Linked DNA regions of Macaca mulatta: region 2 is linked to region 1. Evidence: chromatin contacts called from public Hi-C data. All regions are on one chromosome and are shown on one strand. The core of a region is the stretch at or near the end of the contact, and the rest is flanking DNA. Distances in the headings are between cores, read along the strand shown. Region 1 holds the start of CTSO (cathepsin O). Region 2 holds the start of GASK1B (golgi associated kinase 1B).

Region 1 (7,433 bases), core at 2,259-4,758:
AGGTCAGTTGTTTGAGACCAGCCTTGCCAACATGGTGAAAACTCGTCTCTACTAAAAATACAAAAAATTAGCCAGGTGTGGTGGTACCTGCCTGTGATCCCAGCTACCCGGCAGGCTGAGGCTGCAATGAGCCGAGATGGCGCCACTGCACTCCAGCCTGAGCGAGAGATACTCTGTCTCATAAAAAAAGAAACAAAGAAAAAATTAACTCTATAGCAAAGTCACTGAAACATGAAGTAACATGATTAAAAGTAGAAGAAAACCCAGAAGGTGCATAACGGGATAAAAACAACAGTAAATATTGATATGTGTATCATAAAGGTTGAGAGGCATTTGTGAAAATGGTTAGTCCTGGAGTATTTTCACACATAAAGAAATGACTGCGTTTGTTACTGAGCTTGTAATGTCCAACATGAGGTTGTGGTAGTGGGCCTCCAAGATGGCACCTGACTACCCCACCCTATGTCAGCTCCACCTCTCACATCTTACCAAACTGGCTCTGTGTAACCAATGGCAGAAGAGATGATATGTTTCAAGATAAGGTTATAAAAAGACACTGCTACTCCCACCTCAGTCATTTCCTGGTCCACTGTCTCAATTTCTCCAGTCACTTGTTCTGCAGGAACAAAGAGCAGTCTGGAAAAGCCCAGCCTTCTGATAAGATCCTGAAAATTTTGTCCAAAGGCCTAAGAGGAACCGAGGACTCCCGCTAACAGTCACATGAGCTTGAAATTGAATCCTTTAACCCTGGGAAACCTTCAGAGAATGCAACAGCTTCTCTGCGACCTCCTGAGACACTTTGAGCTAGAACCACCCAGATAAGCTGCTCCTGCCAGGTCCACAGAAACTGTATAAGAAAAATTCATATGTTTACGATGCTAAGTTTGAGGGTTATATTTTATGTGGTAACAGATATCTAATACAGAGTTGAAGGAAGTTCCATGTGCTATTCTGCAAATTTGATGAAAAAAGTACATCTCCACATATACATGTAATTTGTAGTGTTTATTCTAAGAATTAGCACATACTTGCCACCTTCACTTTTCAAGACACTTTTCAAAAACTTTGTTTTACTATGTAATAGATGATTCTGATCTCCCTTTTAACTGACCCAAAATTCTTTACAATCTGCGTGCTTCTTATTTATCTCATATTCTACTCTCCTCCCATCCTCTTTTTTTTCCTTTACTCGATCCATGCTGACTTCTTTTACGTTTCTGGAACATGCCAAGCAAACTTCCATCTCAAGGCCTTAGTGTTGACAATTCTCTCTATCTTAGCTTCTCTTTCCCTGGATATCTGAATATCCATGTGGGTCACTTTCTTCTCCTTCAAAGCTTTGCTCAAAAGTCTCCTCATCAGTGAGGACAGTATTAAACAGCTTATTTAAAATAGCAATACCACCCCTCAAACTCATGACTCTCCTTATCTGGATTTATTGTCCTTTAACACATGTACAGTTTGAGCATCTCTAATCCAAACACCCAAAATGCTCCAAAATCTATAACTTATTGAGTATCGACATGACGCCACACCTAGAAAATTCCACACTGACTTCTTGTGGTGGTTCATAGTCAAAACGCATTCAAAACTTTGTTTTATGCATAAAATTATCTAAAATAGTAAAATTACCTTCAGGATATGTGCATCAGTGTATATGAAACACAAATGAATTTCGTATTTAGACTTGGGTCTCATCGCCAAGAGATCTCATTATGTATATGCAAATATTCCAAAATCTGGAGGAAAAAAGTCTGAAATCTGAAACACTTCCAGTCCCAGGTATTGTGGATAAGGGATCCTCCACCTGTAGTAATTTTATTGTGGCTCTTCCCTCACTGAAATACCAGCTCCAGGAGGGTGGGGCTTTTCATCTCTTTAGTCACTTATGCACTTGTTGTGTCCTGATGACTTAGAACAATGCCTGACACTTAGGAAGTACTCAATAAATATTTGTTGATGTAAATCCATTGAAATACCAGCCCCATAAGGATGGGGATTTTCATCTCTTTAGTCACTTATGCACTTACTTGATAAATTCTCATTACCTAGAACAATGCCTGACACTTAGCAGGTACTCAACAAATACTTGATGAGAGCTCATGAAGTGAGTTTAGTTCAAGTGGTTTTTTACAATAGCAATTATCCTACAGGAAGGATGACTGCCTATATTTAAATTTCCTGACTCAGTAGGTTGTCAATAAACAGGGACTATGATCTGAAAGCAAACCTCAGTTGAAAAAGAAAAGCATGTGCTTGTATGAGTTACAAGAAAGGGCTAAGTGCAAAAGAACTGCTGAGGTTAACATGAACATTGTTCTGTAAACTTATGGTTTAAATAAAATCTTTATCACCACACTTTCCAAGAGCAATATATCTTATCATGGATGTACATAAAAAACTCTCGTGTCTTTCCTCTTAATACCCAGAACATTATTTTTATTTTATTTTTATTTTTATTACCGATTTTGCATCAGAGAATATTGTAACTCACTGCACCTAGGTAAAAACTAAAGACATAAATCTGATGTTAGTTCTAAAAATCCACAAGGGTAATGATATGAATTTCAGAGACATGGAAGCCTTGTTCAGAATAGATTATAACAGAAAGGCTCAGTAGAGTCAGGTTCATGAGTGTGTGACCTGTTCAGAAGTGGGTGCTTAGAAGGATCATGGCTTGGGTTAATGCTCTGCTGCTACCGTCTTGAAATCCTTAACAATTTATAAACAAGTGAACTTCATTTTCAGTTTACACGGGGCCCTGCAAATTATGTACCTGGCTCTATCTTCCTTTGTAAATGGAGAAACAGACTCCAAGAGTTTTGAAACTGCCACAATAGATCCAAAAATTGTGTAGGCTTTTCACAACTGTACAATTTTGTTACGTATTTATAAACATCTGCTGAATGGATGACTATGTATTGGCCCTCGTCACTTCAGAACCAGGTCTTGAACTTAGGGATTGTGGCAAGAAGGAACAAGGCACGTCCCGGGGGCTCACAGGGCAGGCCAGGTGGCTCACACTTGTGATCCCAGCGCTTTGGGAGGCCAAGGCGGGCGGATCACTAGAGGCCAGGAGTTCCAGACCGGCCCGGGCAATACGGCAAGATCCTATCTCTACTAAAAATACAAAAACAGCCTGGCGTGGTGGCATGCGCCTGTAGTCCCAGCTACTCTGGAGGCTGAGGCAGGAGGATCACTTGAACCTGGGAGGTCGAGGCTGCAGTGAGCCCTGATCTCAACACGCACACACAAAGAATGACTCTCGGGCTTCTTTTTTTTCTAATGTACGGAGGTAAAACCTTGAAAGCACATAGTCAAGTGCCTGATTCTTCCAAAAACAAAAACAAAAAACTAGCCTCAATGAGGAGGTCCATAGCCTCCAGCTAACCAGATTTTCAGTCACAGTGCACCGGGGACCTAAAAAAGGGTCAATCTCAGCACCATGCACTCCACCGGGTTCCTTCCGCCCCTCGAGCCCAGGATGGGAGGAGCCGAGGAACCGAAAGAGAAAACAGGCCGCGCAGGCCGCGGAGGAGCCGGGCGCCTTAATGGAGCTCCGGACGCTGCTGTGGCTGCTGTGGCTGCTGTGGCTTCTGTGCCGGGGCGGCTGCGATGCGGACTCCCACGCCCCCTTCACCCCGACCTGGCAGCGGAGCCGCGAGCATGAGGCCGCCGCCTTCCGGGTACCGAGCGCGCGCCTCCCCGGGTCTGTCTCTGCTCCCCCACTTCCTGTCCCGGGTCTGGGCTGCGGAAGAGGGCCCCCGAGAGGGGACCCTGCTAGTGGGCACCCGTGGCTCTGCGATGCGTCTGGGGCACTGAGCTGCGGGTGCAAAAGCCAGCTTCTCTCTCCCCTCCCCTTGTGCCATGGTGTCGCTCCCCCATGCCTTTGCTCACCAAACGATTTGATTTTCCAGAAAAGATTTGCCGCTATGAATTTTTGGGACGCATCCAAATGAATAAATAGATACGTCCAAAGTGTTCTTGGTGGGAAGAAGCACCCCCTTTTAGCAATCCCCTCGATCGTTGCCACTGGCTTCCAAAGCTCCTCTATTTCTCATTTATGAGAACCAGAAACAGGGAGCAGCCTGTTGGTGGAAGGAACCTGTCGTTTTTTTCTTCCCGAGGAGGGCGCTAGTGATCGGAAGTTAGAGACAAAGAGCCTGCCTTTAGCCTGGTTAAAGAATCCGGATGGTTAATGATTCTCCTTAAACTAACGCACCACCTTAAAAGTTCTTCCTGCCTTGTTGGAGACTGAGTTGGAGAAAAGAGAAACATTTAATTTCCTTTTCTTATTATTATGAAAATCCTTTTATAATAAATGCTTAGATTTGAGTCTAGCATGAAATCTCTGGAAGGGACCGGTTAGCTGAGCACAAATAATGATTTTCCTGAAAGCAAGGAGACTGCAAGAGATGCCGCTTTCGTGCTTGCCTCACTATGTTCTAGATATCTGATACCATTTAACACGTTTTTAAATTCGTGAAAGATGCCATTATCATGATTTAATTTATTAGAAAAGAACATTCATTCTGAATCAAACGTAAGTCTGAGTTCAGTAATATTGCTCAAGAGAGTGTATCTTTTTTCCTGGTGTTTGTTGGAATTTCTCACAGGATTTCATAGCTAAGCTCATTCCCACCGCCCCCCCCCCAACCCCCGGAAAGCCCCAATGTTTAGGAAGGCCAGCCTTCCCTGATTCTGTCCACTCTTACGTTTCGTCCAAACCGAGATGTGTACTGTTATCTCCACTTTATTATTCTTGAGTTCAGTTCTGGTTTTCAAAACCGGAAGTCCTCTTACTCTTTCAAGAACAAAATTCTGGCCTGTATTCTACCCTTATTCTGAACTTAGGTTCGTTTTCCTGGTAAATCAAACCCATTAGGGGAAAAGTCAGTCTCACCTTTATTGATAACATATTCATTGGCTACATAAATAAACACACTGTCAGGCTCCTAAAAAATTAGTATTTCAGGACAAAGCTCAAAGGGCTAGACTTATAAATATATTTTAACGGTTGTTTAGATTTTAGATAATTTGTAAATATATATGTATATAGTTTATGTAGTGACTCATACTGGTCCTGTAAAGAGGCTATACCCGGATGAACGTCTAGAAAATGTAACTTTTCTCAGGAGAAATACAAAGATCCAGGTTGAAAGATGGAAAGTTGGAAGTGGAGGAGGATGGAATTATGAAGACACTTAGTACATTTTAAAAACCTTGGGTTAAGAAATACCGAAAACGTTTTCAAAGCAATTGCTGCCTGTAGGAATTTTCTTCATGAGAGGGGTACGCAGAAAGGAGAACAGTGAGGCTTCAAAGCACAGTTGCTGGAAACTGAACATCTCTTGGTGCTTAGTTGGACTTTATTCAAGAATGCTTTAAAACCGATTTTCTACCTTAGCGGTCCCCAATCTTTTTGGCACGAGGGACCGATTTCACAGAAGACAGTATTTCCATGGACGGTGGGGGTGGAGGAGGGAAGTAGGGGGATGGATGGTTTTGGGATGAAACTCTTTCATCTCGGATCATCAGACATGAGTTAGATTAGTTAGCTGGGGATTGCTGTTTGGACTTGGGATAGAGAGCTGGACACAGGGAAACGTGGAAAAGGCCCTGCCTCCTTGGTAACCATGAAACTTCTTGTTGAAATCAAGTGAATTCATTGGTGAATTGATGACACAGGGTTTTGCAGCTGAAGATCTGGTTCAAGAAAGTCCTTGATTAATTAGTAACGTCTTTCATGATCATGGGTTTAGAGAATGGTGAAGGTTTTTAATTTGTTTTAATCTTAGCCTTAGATAGTTTTGTAAGTTTCCTGGGGATGCACCTTACATGAAAGTTAAGTTAGTCCATGACTTTCCCACAGAATATTATATTCTGTTCAGTGAAACCTAGACTCCTCTATGGTTTATTATGGGATGCCTCACAAGATACCTGACTTTGGATGACACCCCTTGTCTCTGCGCTTTCACTACTTTAGAAACTTCTAGTGCTCAGGAAGCTCTTAACTGTTGGATTCAGCCTACTACTTTCCTTTGTGCCAAAACCTAGGTTTGCCCTCATATTTACTGATACTCATTATTTTACCACAGATCATTTGGCATTCTTATCCTTTGGGAGGCGAAGACCCAATATTGGATCCAATAAAAGTTTGATACTGTCACTTTAGAATAGTATCTATACCAAAGCACATGTGATTTTACATAAAATTTCAGAAGCTTCACCTTAAGACCAGTTGCCATAATGACACAGGTTATATTATTATGAGATTATACATTTAGGAATGTTTATTTATGTGTAAATAGATGGCCGTAGCATCTTTATAACAAGTGATCCTAACTAATGAGCCACTTATATGTGCTTGCCATAATCAGTCCCTTGAAATCTGGAATTAGGTCCTCCAAATAGGCTTTATCCAAGAAAACTTTAAAACCTATTTTCTACCTCAGTGGTCCCCAAACTTTTTGGCACCAGGGATTGGTTTCATGGAAGACAGTTTTTCCACGGACTGGGGTGTGGGGGTGGGGTGAGAAGGATGCGGATGATTTCAGGATGAAGCTGTTCCACCCCAGATCATCAAGCATAGATTCACATAAGGATGGAGCAAACTAGATCCCTCACATGCACCGTTCCCAGTAGGGTTTGTGCTCCTATGATAATCTAATGCTGCTGCTGATCTGACAGAAGGTGGAGCTCAGGTGGTAATGCTCGCTCGCAGGCCCCTCACCACCTGTTGTGCAGCTCGGTCCTTAACAGGCCACAGACCAGTACTGGTCCATGGCCAAGGGGTTTGAGACCCATGTTCTACCTTATATAAAGATAAAAACATGAATTTGATGTTAGATAATGTTGTTCTGCAGACTTTTTCTGACAATTTTCACTTAAAGTATACATTGGCTAAATGGAAACATAAACTTAAAATCATAGATTATAATTCATTCATTCATTCGTCCATTCATCTTCCCAAACATTCATCCAATACTTTATTTAATTTCTATTGTGTCTAAAGAACTGGTCTGGGTTTTCTGAGGGGTACAGTGGAGAATAAGACATGTGCTATGCTCTAAGAAATGTACACAAAAAATGACTATCATTATGTTTAAACATTGTATTATCCATTTTCCTGTAAATAGAAAGAAGAATATAAACACTTATACACTAGAGAAATAGATTCTCCCAAGTAGTTCACAAAAGAATGTATTTTTAATTCAATCTTTTTGTGTGCATGCTTACACAAATACTGACTACACAGTTCTTATCATACATAGTAAATATATATCTGCATTATGTTTATACAGAGTTCAGTACACTGTATAGAAAATACTTTGTCTAAGAAACTTTTCAAAAGTGATTTATAAAAATGTATCCTTTAAAAAGCTTTTATTGTTCTAATCCAGGGCTTCTCAACAGTGGCACTATTGACATTT
Region 2 (7,579 bases), core at 1,731-4,230, 2.2 Mb before region 1:
TTTCACTTTATTTCTCTCATTATTTTTAAGAAGAGAAAATACTTTAGGCATGAGAATTATGTCTCTCTGATCTAATCTAATAATAATAACGAATGCTTTGAGTTCTATATGTGCACGCACAGATTATATTGTAAGTTATAAATGAATGTTATATTGTGGCAACAAATTTTCAAACTAACACTCGTTCAAGGAATTTAGCTTTATTTTTCTAAAACCAAATTAAACTTCTCCGTGTCCCGTGCTACCTGATGGCAAAAAACACCTTTCCATTCGGTTTCAACAGAGACCATGAGCAATTGATGGCAATTGCTTCCACATTCCAAAATGAGGTATGGATCCACTGTGCTGAGGGAAGTGGTTTGCTGCATTGGGAAGTCTGAGGTTACTGGAGCAAATCATGGTGACCATGTCCATTGGATCACTTGTGGGGCAGTACACAGAGGTCCAAGTTAGAAAACCAGCCTGCGAGTCAGCCTAAATGCTGCCTAAGAGAACAGCCTGGAGAGTTGAGGTGATCTCAACAGAACAGGGGGCTACCAAGTTCCAAGGGACTGAGGGGCCATCGACAGCCAGCTAGAGAGATGCTTTGATAGTGGTGTCTTTGAAGTGACTACAAGATGCTCATCGCAGAGTCAGCTTTACATACCTGCCAAACCTGGAGAGCTTATAAGTCAATTCGCAGCATTATGAATGGAGTAGCAAAACCATTTCTGCCATTATTGCTTCTCTCTCTCCACTACCTTGGAACAGCCAGAGCCAGGCTCAAAGTAAGGTGAGTGGCTGGGTGAGTGGTTAAGGAACAAGAACTCTAGGCAGGAACAAAAAAGAATCTACGATGGATCTCCTCTGTCCCTTTTCAGTAGATTTTGGTTATGCTTTTTGAGGGACTGCTATCTTCTGGAGAAATTCTGGAAATTTGAAAGAAATTTTTTAAAAAATTTACTATGATATAGAATCAAACATATTAATTAGTTTATGTATATTATATGTCTGTATGTCTATGGCTAACAACTGGAGAACTTTTAAAAAAATTTACGTATTACTGGAAAAGTCATGGGGCCTGCCTGAGTTTCCGTTTAAGAAAGTTGAAAAGAGATATCGGGCCACAGAAGAGGTTTCAATGGGCAGTAGAGGGGGGCAATCACTAAAATTGTGTTCTGATTATATCTGACAAGCCCCGTTTATCCAGTGTATTGGTTACATCAATATCTTGACTACAAATAATTCAGTGTGCTTGTCCTCAATTCTACCGTGATAGCTTTGCTGTGGTGCAATGGTGACTATGTGTCAAGGCCTGGGCCGAGGAGACAGGCTTCCGAGCAGTTTAACGAGGCATCATGGTATTTCAAATGATCATTCCAAGGCTGCTATCTCATTCAATCATCACAAGAAACCGATGGAGTGAGTGGTATTATTTTTCTTCTCTTACACATGAGGGAAACTGAGGCAGGGTAAAATGACTTGCCACAGGGGACCACACGTAAGAGTTAAATGAGAAGAATTTAAAGCCAGGCTTCCTCCCTCTTCAGCCCATTTTCTGAATATCATAGTTCAGAGTAGAGAGTGGAGCCTCCACTAATCCCTATTGTGGCTATAGCAGGGGACAGTGTATTGTTCTTTTTCTAGGAGACATTTTTGGAGTGGGGTAGGAAGGTAGTCAACCAGATTTACCAACTCACACAACTCGCAATATCTCCTAGACATTTCTCCATGAAAAAAGTAGCTCTAAAAACAGCTGGAGGAGACTTCTGGTTATTATAACTGGCCTCTGCCAAAGGCTTACTTTTAATTTTTATAGATCCAAGTCAGTTGTTCCTTTAACTGTGAAAATAATAAGATGATTATAAAATGCAGCTTTGATATGGTTTTCCTGCAAGAAGTTCACATTTTCTATATAGAAAATAATTCTGTGTGTATGAAAGTATGTGCCTTAAGAGTTTTTGAGTGCAAATAAAATTGCTTTGAGGCCTGAATTCTCAGAAAGTTTAGCCAAAATACCCAGGTACTTCCAGGCTACTATCAATATTGGGATTGCTCCTTCTCATTCCTCCATGTGGCAGGACTTTTAAAGAGGAAAAAAGGACTGAGTTTAGAGTGCTAAAATAACAGCCTGATTATAATTTTCGTCAATTTACCACTTGGACGTTTATTCTCTCCTTCCATATATATTCCAACTCCTTGCTCTTTTTGCATTGTAAAATATAGTATTTTTAGGAATATACACCATATGCTAATCTTTTACCCACTCTTCAGTATCACAACTTTCTTTCTCTGTGGGGAGGAAAAATCCCTGTTCCCTTTCTGTCTTCTTGCCTTTTGATTCTATTTGTCATAGTCTAATTGAGACCCCGAGGTCATCAGCCCCTGCCTTTGTGCTAGGACACGCAAACCACCCAGGCCAATCCCTTACCTGTTTTTTTTAAAAACCTCCAATCAGAGAGAATCCATGACTTCTTTTTGTGAACTGTTGCACTGTGCAACTGCACACTATAAATGTCTTTCCTTATCTATGTGCACTCTTATCTCACTGTTCTATTTTTTCCCCCTCATTTATATTAACTCTTTCTTACCTTTTTTTCCTGAACTTCTAGGCCTTCTCTTTCCAGAACTGGTGGAAGACAAATGAAACGGCCAAGATGGTAAGGTGAGTAGTTCCTGGGAACGCTTGTGCTCTAACCCCAAGTTATGCGGGATGGACACTCGAGGGGTGATGGCATTCCTCATTTTACAAGTTCTTCCCTTGGCTGCGGCTGCTCCACCAAGATAGCAAACACTCTCGATCTTTTGAACTTCATGAGACTGACATTTCTGAGTCTGTTTTGCAAACACGACACTAGAGGGCTCCCAGGGGTTAAAAATAAGTGGAAAGTTATTTGAATGAAAACTGATTCTCTACGGCATTTCTTTTTTCCGAATTTAAAATTAATGTTTATTTTGTTAACTATTGTTTTTAAAAGCCTTATATCTCTTAAAACCATGCAGCAGTCAGTTTCCAAGTTTTGCTTTGTAATCAGTAGTTTTCAAGGGAGCTTTTAAAGCTGAACTGAAATGTTTGAAATGTGGAACACTCTTGACCATGAAATATGTTCTACTTACATGCCTCAGCCTTTAAAAGTTCTTTGCATTAGAGTCAAGGATTACATTCTTCCTGGAGCCAAGCATGGGGCCAGCTGTGTAAGTAAGGTTGCTTACGAGTTTCTTCTTTTTCTTTTTAATAGTGAAAAAACAGAACTAGAGATGCTTTTATTTTCTTTCAGCTGACTTCGGTGGAAAGAAAAGAAATAAAAAGCAGTCAGAGTTGTGTTGTGTTGTGTGTGTGTGTGTATGTGTAAGAGAGAAAGAGAGAGAGAGAAACAGAATAAATGCAACTGTTTCCAACATATATGGACATTTACGGCTTTGTATTATACTAACAATGTAAGCTAATGGAACATATTATTAATACGAAGAAAAATTTGTACCATTAGAGTAAGAGAATATGTTTCTAAATTTTATTGTTAATACTTGCTGCTTGTACTTGGTTAATTCAGGACTTTAAAAAGTAAATATGGTATAGTTATAGAGTTTTTAAAAATCACCTATTACTTGTCTTAAGTTCTTTCTGAATTTCAAAAAGGAAAAGCCCAGGTTTGTCACATTTTAATGCTTTTGCTTCAGAGTCAACTTAAATGACTCTAGGTACAAGTTATAAAACACTCTTGGATTTTTTGTGTCTTGTTTTCACTACTTTAAAGTGACTGTCAAATCTATACATCTATCTTGTTTCCATGGTTTTAACTTTTATTTTTAAAAACACTTAGTGGTGATATTTATGAAAGGAAATGATGACTTTTTTTCTTTACTCTTGTAGAGGAACTTAAATGGTTTGAGATTGTGACTCAGTTAACTCTGTATCCATTCATTCCCAGAAACCAGCCACATTTCTCCTTGGGGAGACTGATAGTTTAAAAGGTTTGTTGTGTCTGAAACATTCCCAGCTTCATTACCAACCCTTTCCTTCCACCTCTACCCACTGGAGACCATTTATGTCCCGAAGCGGACGCGACAGCTGAAGTCAGGAAACCATGCATTACATTAGCAGGAGCCAACTGCAGACTTTAAACTCCGTTCAACATGTGGATGCGGCAGAGAAATGACCTGTCCAGACAAGCCGGGGCAGCTCATAAACTGGTTCATCTGCTCCCTGTGCGTCCCGCGGGTGTGTAAACTCTGGAGCAGCCGACGTCCAAGGACCCGGAGAAACCTTCTCCTGGGCACTGCCTGTGCCATCTACCTGGGTTTCCTGGTGAGCCAGGTGGGGAGGGCCTCTCTCCAGCACGGACAGGTGGCTGAGAAGGGGCCACATCGCAGCCGCGACACCGCCGAGGCATCCTTCCCTGAGATACCCCTGGATGGTACCCTGGCGCCTCCAGAGTCCCAGGGCAATGGGTCCACTCTGCAGCCCAATGTGGTGTACATTACCCTACGCTCCAAGCGCAGCAAGCCGGCCAATATCCGTGGCACCGTGAAGCCCAAACGCAGGAAAAAGCATGCAGTGGCATCGGCTGCCCCAGGGCAGGAGGCTTTGGTCGGACCATCCCTTCAGCCGCAGGAAGCTGCAAGGGCAGCTGATGCTGTAGCACCTGGGTACGCTCAGGGAGCAAACCTGGCTAAGATGGGAGAACGACCCTGGAGGTTGGTGCGGGGTCCAGGAGTGCGAGCCGGGGGCCCAGACTTCCTGCAGCCCAGCTCCAGGGAAAGCAACATTAGGATCTACAGCGAGAGCGCCCCCTCCTGGCTGAGCAAAGATGACATCCGAAGAATGCGACTCTTGGCGGACAGCACAGTGGCAGGGCTCCGGCCAGTGTCCTCTAAGAGCGGAGCCCGTTTGCTGGTGCTGGAGGGGGGCGCACCTGGCGCTGTGCTCCGCTGCGGCCCTAGCCCCTGTGGGCTTCTCAAGCAGCCCTTGGACATGAGTGAGGTGTTCGCCTTCCACCTAGACAGGATCTTGGGGCTCAACAGGACCCTGCCGTCTGTGAGCAGGAAAGCAGAGTTCATCCAAGGTAACAGATTCACATGCTTCGTTATTTGCAGCTGTTGGGGATTCGGGTTCATTTTCTCTTTTCCCTTACTGTCTTTTTCTAAATGATTTTTCTCCACCCACGGTTCACATTTGGACAGCAGCAGCAGCAGCAGCCGCAGCAGCCTGTCTTTCCATGCGCTTGGCATTCTTTATTTTCCCAGCCTGGGAGGATATGAGAGTTCCAGGGAAAATGCTGTATTGGACATACAAGAGTAAGCCCATACTGTATAATCTTGGCTCTCCATTTCCCTCGCTGCACTTCCCAGTGGTTTATTAAATCTAATTAAAGCCAACGGCAATTTGCATGATGAGGAGAGGAAGCTAGGCTGGAGGCAAAGAACTTGCTGATAGTCAGGCATACTATTAAATAGGTTACTATGGGAGGAAGTAGAAGTTTTTAAAAGTAAGGGGGAAGCGAGTTATCGTTCTTGAGCAGATGGAATCTTCTTAAGGGGCGCAGAGCCTGACCATGTTAGGTTCAACCCCTTGATTTTTTTTCCAATGGATTTAACCCCTTTATTTAACAACAAAAAAAGAATGAGGCAAAAATTGGTAATTTGTTCAGTATGTGTACTAACTAGCTGTGTGGTTTTATCAAGCCCCTGACTATGGTCTATTGAGCCAGTCTTTCAAGATTCTCTCTTCTTGGGTGACAAACATTTTGGCAGGTTCTAACATATGTAGCCAGTTACTGCAGTTGCCAGCAAAAGGATTGGTCTGCGGTCATGCCCATGCCATATAAAGGATATTCCCTGAATATTAAAGCTATTCCTGGGTTTGAATACAAAGTACAGTGAGTCAGTGGCTTATGTTTGAATGCAGAATGATGCCAGAAGTTACAACTTTGAATCCAGATTGGCTCAAGAGGCTACAACGTACCCCAAAGAGATTAAAGCTGAAAGGATACTTACTTTCTCCATGTCACCATGAAATTTAGCATTTCAGTGAGGTTCCCAGGGAGCCTACAATGGAATGGATTAAAATCCCTTGGAGTGGCTGAGACCCAGACTGCATTTCCAATGGCTTTAGCATTATAATTTCGTTTTAGAATGGATAATCCTTGAAGTACCAGTGATTTACTTAGAAAAACTGGACATTCATTACTGATAGTGGTTCTTGTCTAAGTGCTCCAGATTCACAGGTATGCTTTGATGTCTCAAGTTTACAAAACAGTCCACCACAATTATGCCAATGTAAGAAACCCTCTCAAACATTTAATCTAATGTTGATAAAAATGAATTTTGTATTGGGTGTCCACAATTTGTTAAAGATTATACAAATCAATTCATATGTGTTGGCTCCTAGAATTCTCATAGCAATGCTATTATGTAGGGACTATTATTATTTCCATTTAGTAGGTGAGAAAATTGAGGCTTATTGAGACAAAGTAATTGACCTCAACTCCCACAGCTAGTAAGTGGCTAAACTGGGTTTTGATTGTAGGCCCAGCAAACTTCAGAACATAACTTCTTAGCCACTGGACTTAGGTGAATATGTAACTTATTATTCAAACTGGAACTGTGTGGCATGAAAGGAGCTGCTGGTGGGCATTGGGACAATAGGCACAACCGACTGTTCTGAGCAGAGTAGGGCACAGGATCCCTCTTGTTATGCTGTAATCCCATTCATTTTCATGTCATAAAGGCCCCAGAGAGGAGAAGATGAACTCCTGGGTACATCCTGAGGCAGGGTTCTCTGATGTGTCCTTTGAGCTTCCCTTAGACACTCTTGGATGGAAGTTGGGAGAATACAGTAGTGACTAAGAGCCTGGGCCCTGGAGTTGGACTAACTAGGTTTGAACTTACCAATCTTATGACTTGGAAATGTTGCCATGTCTCTTTATGCCTCAGTTTCCTCAGCTGTAAAATGACAATACTGCCTACCATATGAGACTGTTGTTAGTTAATATATGGAAAACACTTAGAACCAGGATTTGCCACAAGATAAACCTTCAATAAATATTGGTTATTATTATTATTATACCAAGCACAGGACGTACCAAGTTCATTGAATTCCTCACATAATCTCTAAGTCTCATGTATTATTTTCTTATGTGATAAGACTATGGCTAAAACTGCTTAATTAAACTTTTGTAATCACGATTCCTCTTAGGTATTTAATTTTTTGCTCTGAATTTCCAGCATCTTTGAGAACAAAAATTCATTTGAAGGAGGGGTTTGTAATCTCAGTATAGCCTGGATATTTCTCTCTCCTTTCATATGGGAGTGGTGATGGAAATAAACTAATAAGGTTATACTAGTATGACTCAATTTAATAAATAAAATCTCTAAGATTATATCTCAAACAACATTCTCTCTTTGATACCTTCTTCAACTTAGTCATTTAGAGTCACAAAGTCAGGTCAGTTTCTTCAGGGGCTCATGAAATGATTTCATATAGTTATGAATACTCTACACAATATAATTCTACTCAAGCAGACTGTTATAGTGATGCAAAGTACATAAATAGAACACTTCTGGTCATGGTATAGACAGCATTAGGTTCTCAGTATCTCTA

Evidence for each region. A called contact is a pair of places that touch in the nucleus more often than the background predicts.
Region 2: a contact with region 1 is called in a Hi-C map of fetal cortical plate, with 2.5 times the contacts expected there. The contact joins the promoter of GASK1B here to the promoter of CTSO in region 1. A contact is called at or near these places in 2 of 14 Hi-C or Micro-C datasets (fetal cortex germinal zone and fetal cortical plate).

Annotation. Positions count from the first base shown.
Region 1 is chr5:164,541,939-164,549,371 of T2T-MMU8v2.0, reverse strand. CTSO (cathepsin O) reads left to right here and starts at 3,508. Exons shown (of 8, transcript XM_015139410.2): 1 at 3,508-3,686. The coding sequence starts at 3,552.
Region 2 is chr5:166,766,715-166,774,293 of T2T-MMU8v2.0, reverse strand. GASK1B (golgi associated kinase 1B) reads left to right here and starts at 2,980. Exons shown (of 5, transcript NM_001266338.1): 1 at 2,980-3,174; 2 at 3,909-5,042. The coding sequence starts at 4,133. It also overlaps a transcript of TMEM144 not described here.